Linked DNA regions of Sus scrofa: all the other regions are linked to region 2. A link is a contact called in public Hi-C data. All regions are on one chromosome and are shown on one strand. The core of a region is the stretch at or near the end of the contact, and the rest is flanking DNA. Distances in the headings are between cores, read along the strand shown.

Evidence for each region. A called contact is a pair of places that touch in the nucleus more often than the background predicts.
Region 1: a Hi-C map of liver shows a contact between it and region 2, with 2.5 times the contacts expected there. The contact joins two enhancer-like sites. A contact is called at or near these places in 2 of 47 Hi-C or Micro-C datasets (epiblast stem cells and liver).
Region 3: a Hi-C map of liver shows a contact between it and region 2, with 2.3 times the contacts expected there. The contact joins two enhancer-like sites. A contact is called at or near these places in 3 of 47 Hi-C or Micro-C datasets (liver and skeletal muscle).

What each region holds. Positions count from the first base shown.
Region 1 is chr1:118,169,901-118,173,267 of Sscrofa11.1, forward strand. No RefSeq gene overlaps it. Among named protein-coding and RNA genes, the nearest start is that of WDR72, 230 kb to the left of the region's middle. Within about 2 kb of position 1,966, at least 2 of the 83 cell types and tissues checked have an H3K27ac peak or open chromatin away from gene starts, as enhancers often do. A contact at or near this core is called in liver, where this site is marked.
Region 2 is chr1:118,675,274-118,678,588 of Sscrofa11.1, forward strand. No RefSeq gene overlaps it. Among named protein-coding and RNA genes, the nearest start is that of ONECUT1, 240 kb to the right of the region's middle. Within about 2 kb of position 2,033, at least 2 of the 83 cell types and tissues checked have an H3K27ac peak or open chromatin away from gene starts, as enhancers often do. A contact at or near this core is called in liver, where this site is marked.
Region 3 is chr1:118,228,550-118,231,952 of Sscrofa11.1, forward strand. No RefSeq gene overlaps it. Among named protein-coding and RNA genes, the nearest start is that of WDR72, 280 kb to the left of the region's middle. Within about 2 kb of position 1,547, at least 5 of the 83 cell types and tissues checked have an H3K27ac peak or open chromatin away from gene starts, as enhancers often do. A contact at or near this core is called in liver, where this site is marked.

The DNA of each region.
Region 1 (3,367 bases), core at 716-3,215, 510 kb before region 2:
GGAATCACTAAAATTGAGAACTTCAATTAATCTGGTATAGTGGGTAAATTCTCAGCTTACTAATTTTATTATAGCAAGTGTTGGTGTACTGAATTTATTTACAAAAAGAGTTATCTGGCATCTTTGAGTGTCTCATCTCTTTTGCCCTGTATGTGGTCCTAACTTTGTATCTCTCTGGTTGTTCAGGAGCACAGCCCAGGAAATTACCCAGGTTATGTGGTTCCTCTGAACTCTGCAGTGAGGTCACCCATTTGATGCTATCCTATCGCAGCTAGCCATAACCAGTGTACACAGTAATCCAGCAGGTGTGACTTTCAGGCAGGGGATTTTTCTGCATGTCTGGTCACAGCTATTAATGGTCTTCCTTTGTAACATGATTAATGAGTGCAATATGTGATTAGTGAGTGTAAGATTATTAAACTAAACAGCTGAAAATGATATTGGGTTTGTAGCTATTCATAAGATTTTTTGGAAAGCATCTATGAGTATTGGTCAAAGATATTCTATATCTGCATACCTGTTCAGTGGCGTGGAAGACCACCTATATCTACACTTCTCAAAAATTTACCAAACTATTCTCAGAAGAAAAAAACTAGTACACAAAAGTAGTCTCAAGGTAGCGCACAATAAATATGAAATTCTGACATCTTGAAGTTTATTTCAAAAAGTCATTTAAATTTTGCATGCATGCACATTTATGTTGGCTAAATATGTAAAATTTTATTTTCTATTTAAATTGATTTTTAGTGAGGTACAACTGAAATGCAATATTATATTAGTTTCAAGTGTACAAACGGTGATTAAACATTTATATACATTGTAAGATTGTCACCATACTAAATCTAGTTACCATCTGTCACCTTATAAACTTAATATTATTGACTATATCTCCCATGCTGTATATTACATCCCCATGTCTTACTTATTTTTATCTCTGGAAGTTTGTACTTCTTAATCCCCTTTACCCATTTCACCTCCCTCCAAATGCCCTCCCTATGGCAACAACCAAACTCTTCTCTGTATCTATGAGTGTGGGATTTTGTTCTGTTTTTTTTTGTTTGTTTGTTTTCTTTTCTTTAGATTACATATACAAGGGAAGTAATGAGATATTTCCCCTTCTCTGCCTGGGATTTGTTACTTAGTGTAACACCCTTGAGCTCTGTCCACATTGTTGCAAACGGCAAAATTTCATTATTTTTTATGGCTGAGTAGTATTCCTATATCTCTACCTATCTATTCACATCTATATACCACATCTTCTTTATTCAATCATTTGTTTATGGATAGTTAAGTTTTTTCTATATCTTGACTAATATAAACAATGCTTCAGTAAACACAGGGTGCATATATCTTTTCAAATTAGTGTATAACTTTTCCTCAGATAGATACTCAGTAGTGAAATTGTTGAATCATATGGGAGCTTTATTCTTAACATTTTGAGGAAACTTCATACTGTTTTCCATAGTAGTTGTACTAATTTACATTCCCACCAACAGCGTTGGGGGGTTCCCTTTTCTCCACATTCTTACCAACACTTGTTATTTCTTGTCTTTTTCATAATAGCCATTCTGACAAATATAAGGTAATATCTCAGTGTTGTTTTGATTTGCATTTCCCTGATTATTAGTGATGTTGAGCATCTTTTCCTGTTCCCATTGGCCATCAGTATGCCTTCTTTGGAAAAAAAAAAAATGTCTATTCAGATCCTCAAAAAAAAAAAAAATCAGATTGTTCGTGGTTTTGTTATTGAGTTACAGAAAATTTTTAAGTTATATTTTGGATGTTAATCTCATATCAGAAATATGATTTGCTAATATCTTCTCCTATTCAGTAAGTTGCCTTTTTTTGTGGGGGAGTGTCCTGGAGTGTTACAATTGCCCATGTGCACGGACATTAGCTAGAGGGCAGTATAATGCTGCCCCTATTCCTGTTCACTGCCCCCTGCCAAGGAGCAACGAAGTGCCACAACTGCCTGACCTGTCTGGCTTCAGCAAGGCAGCAGGATAGTACCTGACCTGAGTGCCCTCCCCAACCTGTTTTAGAAACATGGCCAGAAGGTGCCACATTTAAGCTTGTGGCTTCTGCCATCAGGTTAGGTTGAGGATGCAATGATAGCATTTGCCAAAGCCTCTGTCACCAGGGAGTATTCTGACTGCTTTCCACTTCTCCAGCCAATCCTTTTTAGATTAGCGAATGAATCTCCTTTACATATAGTCTAGGCTTCTTTCAAACTGTGGGTTTTTCACTGGGTCTCAGGCCAAGTGAGACCTCATACAAGCCCTTGGAGAGGGGAATCTCAGTTTCCTACAGCACTTAGGTCCCTTGGATATCAGCTCTGTTGCTTTTCCAAGCCAGACATTTGGGGGGCCTGTCTCTTCAGTGCAAATCCCAGGGGCTGCGATGCCTGATGTGGGCGGCAACCAGTTTCCTCCAGGAGAAGCACCCATCTGGTGCGATCCTTCTCTATTGTTTACATATGTCCCAGGGGCGGGTCATCATACAGTCCTTTTATCCCTTGTTGAAGACAGCAGTTCATCTAGTTTTCAGATTTTTTTCAGAGGAAAATAATCCATATATAGCTGTAGATGTGGTGTGTCCCTGGGAAGAGATGAGTTCAGGATGAGTTCCTATGCTGTCATCTTGGACTCCCCCTAACATTTTAATAGCTAACATTTACTGAACATTCTGGGGTGTATTTTGCTTAAGTACTTTACAACCTCTTTGCACAGTAGATATCAAAGGTAAATGGATATTTAAATTTTATACAATAGGAAAGGAAATAAAGAGAAAGCTTTAACTATTTTGTAGACAAAAAATTCTTATAGTTGGACAGAAACTCTATGGTAACTGAATCCATTAATTGAACTTAATGGTGGAGTTCAATAAATTTCTTTTTTATTTTATTCAATTTATTTAAACAAAAAAACAAAACAAAAAAAAACTGTTCAGGCATTGTTTCTTAATCTTAACAGCCATTTTATGAGACAGTTTCTAGTCTCATTTTATAGATGAGGAAACAAAAACATAGAAAGCTTGGTAATTTTCCAAAGGTCACATAGCTAGTAAGCTGTGTAAAAAGAATTTAGATATTACAGTGCAGTCTGTACACCTGCAGGCTTTGTACTTAGATTCTGTGGAATCATTTAGAGTCTTTTATAACTGCATGTCTTATCTGTGGTCCCCAGTTTTTCACTAGGGGTATGAGAACTACAATTTGAAAAGCATGAAACTATTTTATCAACTTCCACTCATTTGGGAGAAACTAATAGAATCAACAGCAAGAATGTCACCATTTAAAAAAATTAGGAAATAATTGATTTGATTAAAAAGAAACAATAAGTTTAATCACAACTGCAGCATTAATGTA
Region 2 (3,315 bases), core at 783-3,282:
TCAATATCCAAACTCAAGTTCTTGAAAGAGAAGCTCCCAGAAAATTTTAAAAATACATACATAGATATTTTAAAGGGAGAACAGGTTATAAGATCCCTTTAAGAAAGATAACCTACAGTAGTGGAAGTCTGTCCCTTAATGAGAGCTGCAAGCCAATCAGATGCTCTGTCAGGAGGCAAAGCAACAGCAACAACAAAAACCCTGCCTAATTGGAATGGCTGCCTTAAATGGGCCAGAAGTCAACAAGTCAGGATGAAAAATACACTCAATTCAGCCACCTGGAATTGGCAGTAAAAAGGATGCAATAAAATAGGTCAATTTTCTGGAACTAGTAAGAGGGTCCATACCCAAATGGACTGAATGCTTCTGTCTTTATGCACCTATTTGTCACTTTGTGGCTATAGCTTTAAACCACTCGTGATGCATGAATCTATCTTGTTTTAAAGGGTTAAAAACAGTCAAATGAATTTAGTCATTTTGAGTGTCCTTCCAAACCACTTCCAGTCAAGTAAATTTGTTATGAGTTTGACTAATTGTACTGGTTCTCTTCCTGTTCAGTGACACATTTCATTCTTTCCTTTTCTTCTTTTTTTAGGGCTGCACCCACAGCATATGGAAGTTCCCAGGCTACGGGTCAAATCAGAGCTGCAGCTGCCAGCCTATGCCACAGCAACATGGGATCCAAGCCTCGTCTGCGACCTACACCACAGCTCATGGCAATGCCGGATCCCTGACCTACTAAGCGAGGCCAAGGATCAAACCATATCCTCATGGATAGTCGGGTTCACTTTCACTGTGATACAATGGGAACTCCCACAGCTCATTCTTTTTAATACATTAATACTGTTTTAGTGCATGTTTTCACCAAGGTACCTTGGGATGTTCCCTCTTCTGAGAATGCTACCACACTGGATGCAAAGACCAAAGTGAGAGTGAAGTGCCCCAGCTATACTATGGCAGATCTGAAAATACAGATTCTCCACAGAGCAAGGTGAGCCCAGCAGCCCCACCTGACAGCCACCTCAGGTTTCACCCTAGATCCTCTACACCCAATATAAGAAGGAACCAGCGTAGTGGTCAAGGCCACATGGTCAGAACTATGGCAGCAGTGAGGAAGCCAACTGTGGCATTGGACTCAAAATCTCTGATACTAAGAGTCAGTTCTTTCTTTCTTCCTCCGAGTGAATTTTTGTTTCTTATCACCTGCGTGTGTGCGCACATGCACACACACACACACACACACACAAACACACACCCCTTGTCAATAATCACAGTAATAGTTGACATTTACTGAGAGCTTTCAGCATACCAGGCCTTATTCCAGGACTTTTATATGTGTTTATACACATGACCCTACAACCACTTGATGAAACAGGTACAATTTCTATCCCCATTTTACACATGAAAAAACTAAGCATCAAGCGTTTAGGCAACTTTCTCAGGCCCACCCAACTGGCAAGCACTAAGGTTGGGATTCTAATAGAAAGAAGCCCTACTTTCAGTCATGACACTGTTCTTCCTCTCTGACAATGGCTATGGCATCACCTTCCATGCTCCTGGAGTTCATTAGGAAGTTTTACATGCCATCTTAGGACCTAGAATTGAAGTCAAACACTGCCCTGAGCACATGCGTCTGACCAGCTGTAATAGGGAGATGGGAGATCTCAAAATTTGATCCAATCACATCAGATTTTGCTGTAACATCATGAATGAGCATGATCCAAGTAAGCTAAATGTGAAGAGTAGCCAAACCCCTGCAAACACATGAATCCTGCTTTATTTACTATGAGTCCAGAAAGTACCATGACATCACAAAAAGGCCTAATTTGGAATCCTAAAAAGGAAAAGAAAAAGTACATATTCTGCCTTGGAAGCAGATAAAATCAATGGGAAGGGGGATTTTTCAGGAGTTTCTGTATCCCAAAAGGGGGGGGGGCATCCACAGTAGGACATGCTAGTGGATTGTCTTCAGTGGCTGAAGTGTCTACAACTGCCCAACAAGGTAAATCAAATCTGCTGCCAATACATTCTTCTGCTGTCCAGATAAAACGGCAGACTAAGCTGGTGAACTTTCACCCTTCACCCGCGCTCTTCAAGCCAAAGTACAGATTAAAAAAAATCAATAACCCCAATCGATGGGAAAATATTTTTAGTCTCTAACTGAACGATATGTTTTGACAAGGCCAAAGAGGAGCACAAAAGAATGGCAAAAGATAAAAGACAGAAAATTAGGAATTTGCCTTACTGAGGGAGGTGGAATCACCAATCACTTTCTTTTTTCCTTGCTGACATTCGTCTAAATTATCTCCCAGCAAGGAAATAAAGTGTAAGGAGATGAATTTATAAAATGGCATGATTCACTGCCAAACACCTAAAAACCTATTATTGCTACCATTTTCTGTTGCCATTTCCAAGAAAGCAATCTAGAGAAATGCCCATGTTCAGAATAGAGTCAGAGGAAAGAGCATTTCCCCAAAGTGGATAGAACAGACAATGGGATAGGGCCTCCCACCCCCTAGACAACCTAGACATCGCATCCAATACTAAACATGTCAGAAAGTGTTTAAAATCCACCCAATTTGGCTCCAATTTCTCTCAAAATAACCATTGTTTTTCATAACCCAATACCCTGGAGGTCCTTTCATAACTGAGCAAATTAACCACGTAATATCACTTTGTCTTCTAGCCCCTTAAGCAGTAATTTATTTTTGAACACAGATCTGGGCCTGGTATATTTCCAAAATTTATTTCATTTTTTTCTATTGTGAATAAATGTGATAAAGAACCATGAGACCCTGAATAAAATAAACAGAAATTATCCAGCATTTGTTTGCTCTTCTTGTCAAAGAAAATCCTGAACATAAAGAATCAATTTACCAATCAATTAACATTTTCAATAGTTTATAGCTGTAACAACAATTTGTGAACAGATAGATTTATGGGATAAATCCAATAGGCTGGAAGTTGGAAAGTAGCAACCAATTTTACTTATCGATGTATTTCCTTCTCTTCTCCACATCCCTTCCCAACATCAATTGCTTGTCTTTGACAAGCCAATATTTGATAAGCCTTTGGCATGCATTTAATAACTATCATTTTGCTATAATTTCTTATTTGTCCCTTTACCATAAGTTAAATACACATTTCTTATATAAATATATACCGCCAGGCTGGTGGCTACATCTATGTAATGGCAACCAATTCAACCCATAAAAATCAGTCAATTAAGTTAAAAAAAAAAAAAACAGTTGCCAAACCAATGGCTTGGCATCATATATTTTGGCAGTCAAATATCTACTCAATATCTATTTGATT
Region 3 (3,403 bases), core at 297-2,796, 450 kb before region 2:
AAAGTGTTAAGAAATGTTATGGCTGATAACCTCTTTCTGAGCCTAAGATTCACATTTACCAAGCAGAGTTATTGATTGACTAGAGCAAAATTATTTTGTTTTCAGGGAAACAAAGTCTCTCAGAGACCACATTCAAACTTTCCCTTCATTTAATTGTACCTTTTCCAAGGACAGAGATAAGATTTTTTTTCCCCTTCTGATTCTCAAGCAGGTCAACCTGGGTCTACAAAGACCAAATATTTATGGACATATGTGAATATGCAGTTCCCTAATGACAAATGTGTGATAATATGTCAGAATGAAAGATTTTTGAGACAGTAATGTTGACTGTCTGAGTTGGGCATTTACTTAAGCTGTGTTGCTGGGAAGCGAGTACCTGGCCTTCAATCAAATAAAGCATTCTCTAATGAATGAGTTCACATTCTGAAGTATAACCTCCAAGATCAGGACATTCAGGTACAAATGAATCATCCTTTGTAGAAAGAGTTGGCGATTTTTACACAAGCCTGAGAATACTTTATTCCAAGTATATGCCTCATGTGGATCATACTTGGCTGGTTTAGATTAACAAAGAACCATCAAATAATGAATTGAAATTTGACAGGAAAATGTTTTTAAGATCTGCACACCACAATATGTGATTCTACTTATATAAATTATAAAGATATAAAAATATATTTTATCTTATTAGAATACAAGATATTGGTTACCGTGGGGGTGGAGACCAGAAAGCGCCTGATGGACAGATTCTAGAGTGCCAGTAAGGTCTTGTTTCTTAATCTCTATAATATTTACATAAGTGTCCAGTTTGTGAAAAGTCACTGAGCTTTATAGTTATGGCATGTACACATGTATGTGACAAAAATTTTTATTTTCAACTTTCATATATATTTAATAAAAATTATACACATATATTAAAGTGTGCATATGTCTTGGTAGATTTTTTTTGGCCACACCCACAGCATGTGGAAGTTTGTAGGCCAGGGACTGCACCTGTGTCACAGCAGTAACCCAAGCTCGTACAGGGACAATGCTGGATCCTCAATCTGCTGTACCACGAGGGAACTCCTGTCTTGGTACCTTTTAATTCTGTTTAAAGAAATATTTATTTTCTTTAAGTTCAATGGATCTTTTGAGTAAACATACTTTTATTCTCCTTGAAGTTGACATATGAACACTTAATACACTTTTTTTTGAAGGAATTGTTATATCTAGCTTAATTTTTGTGTAACTGTTCATAAAAGTGAAAACTTATTCTCACAGCATCACCAAGCTCTAAGCTCCCTGAGGTAGGAGACATGTCCTGTTTATATCCTTAGAGTCTGCTATATGGTAGGTAATCAGTAATTACTGAATCAAATACAAAAGATCAGGCAGAACAGGATACCTGATATTCTCTAACCCTGACCTCTAGTCCCTTCAGTCTCTTTCCACTTGATAGTTCATAACATTGAGTACTAAAGGAAGTTAAAGCATAACTACTTCTGCTGTGGCCAGTTACATGATATGCAGGAACCCAACCTCAAATCAGGAGATATTGCACAAGGGCCAGGAAGTAGTCAAGGACAAGAACTGAGTAACTTCATCAGCCTTTGGTAAACAGGAGCTAGCACAATGGCCACGCAAAACAGGACAAGCTCAAAGTGCAGTGTCATGGCCAGATGTCTCCTTTCACTGGAATGTACACAGGTGCCCCTTAGGGACCTGCCTTGCAGGAATGTTTACAATGAATATTTACCAAATGGTTTATGGCATATATGCTTTGCCTTTTTTTACTCTCATAATAATTTCATGATATAGGTAATGTTATCCCTGTTTTATAGACAAGGAAATTGAAGTTTAGCAAAGTTAAGCAATTCACTCTTACCACGTAAATGACCACAGAAATGTAACTCAAACCTAAGTCTGGCTGACACTAGATCCCATGAACTGATGATATCACACATTTAAAAAGAAAAAAAAAAAAAAAAAAAACTCTGAAAACTCAGAATTATTCCTTTTTTTTTTTTTTTTTTTTTTTTGTCTTGTTTTTTTTAGGGCCACACCCTCAGCATATGGAGTTCCCAGACTAGGGGCCTGATTGGAGCTGTAGCTGCTGGCCTACACCACAGCCACAGCAACACTGGATCCAAGCCACATCTGTGACCTACACGACAGCTCATGGCAACGCTGGATCCTTAAGCCACTGAGCAAGGCAAGGGATCCAACCCGCATCCTCATGGATGCTAGTCGTATTCATTAACCTCTGAGCCATGACAGGAGCGCCACAACTCATAATTATTCTGATTAAGCCCATAAATTTAAAAAAATGTATATTTGGAGAGATATTGGAGTCTTCTTTATTATTTTTTATTTTCTGGATGATTTTTTAATTGCAAAAAAAGTTAAATAGAGATTGTCTCTGCTTTCTTTTCAAGGATAATTAATGTTGATTCAGATCCTTTGCTGCATGTATCTTATTTTATCCCTCACAACAACTCTGGAAAGAAGGTACTTTCATTATCTCTATTGAATAATAACCTGACTGAGGAGTTCCAAGGTTAAGTAACTTTCTTGGGGCCACTCAGCCAATGAGTAGCTCTTCTAGGTTTGGGAACTAAGTCTCTCCCACTCCACAGTCCAGGATGCCAAATAGCTTTCCTCTCTAGGGCTAACCATGGTCTAGCTGCCTGGAGTTCTGTGCTGAAATGCACTGCGAGGCCACTGCAGACCTCCAAAGGAAAGAAGGCTGGTATATACTAGTCAGGCCCGCCCCTTCTTTGTTATCCCTGTGATCTACTCTTTCCATAACTCACTTTTTTATGCCTCTGGAGCTCTACCAGTATTTAATTATCATAGGCCTTGTTATGATTCTCAACTTGCAAGGCATAGACATAAGATCACACCCTACTGAGTCATTTTTATATCTGCATGCTCCAAAGAAACTGCAACCATTCTATAAGCAAGTAGCAGACACAGAGGTTTGTCATGTTTCTATTTAGACTATAACTGTATGTAAGAAGATTTTAAATCACTAAAGTAAACACAGACCAAAATTATTCTTAATATAGAAACAATTCATTTAAACTAAAAAGAAATTAAATGTCTATACTATCTTTGAAAGTTGCAGGCAGACTAGGACAATGAAAAAGGAACCAGATTGGGGTCAGAACTATCAGGCCCAGGTTCCAACCTGACCCCTTGCTGGTTCCACAACCCTAGACTAATCACTCCGATGTGTGTATTTTGGAATCATACCTGGGTTTAAATCTTGGCCCCGGCATTCACGAGTGCTATGACCTTATACAGTTTGCCATTTTCCCTAAAGCTTAATTTTCTCATTTTTCATAGGTGGACAAAATAACCATCTCATTGGGTTGTTATGAAATTGCTGGAAATGTTGGATGTTAACTGCTTAGCATGG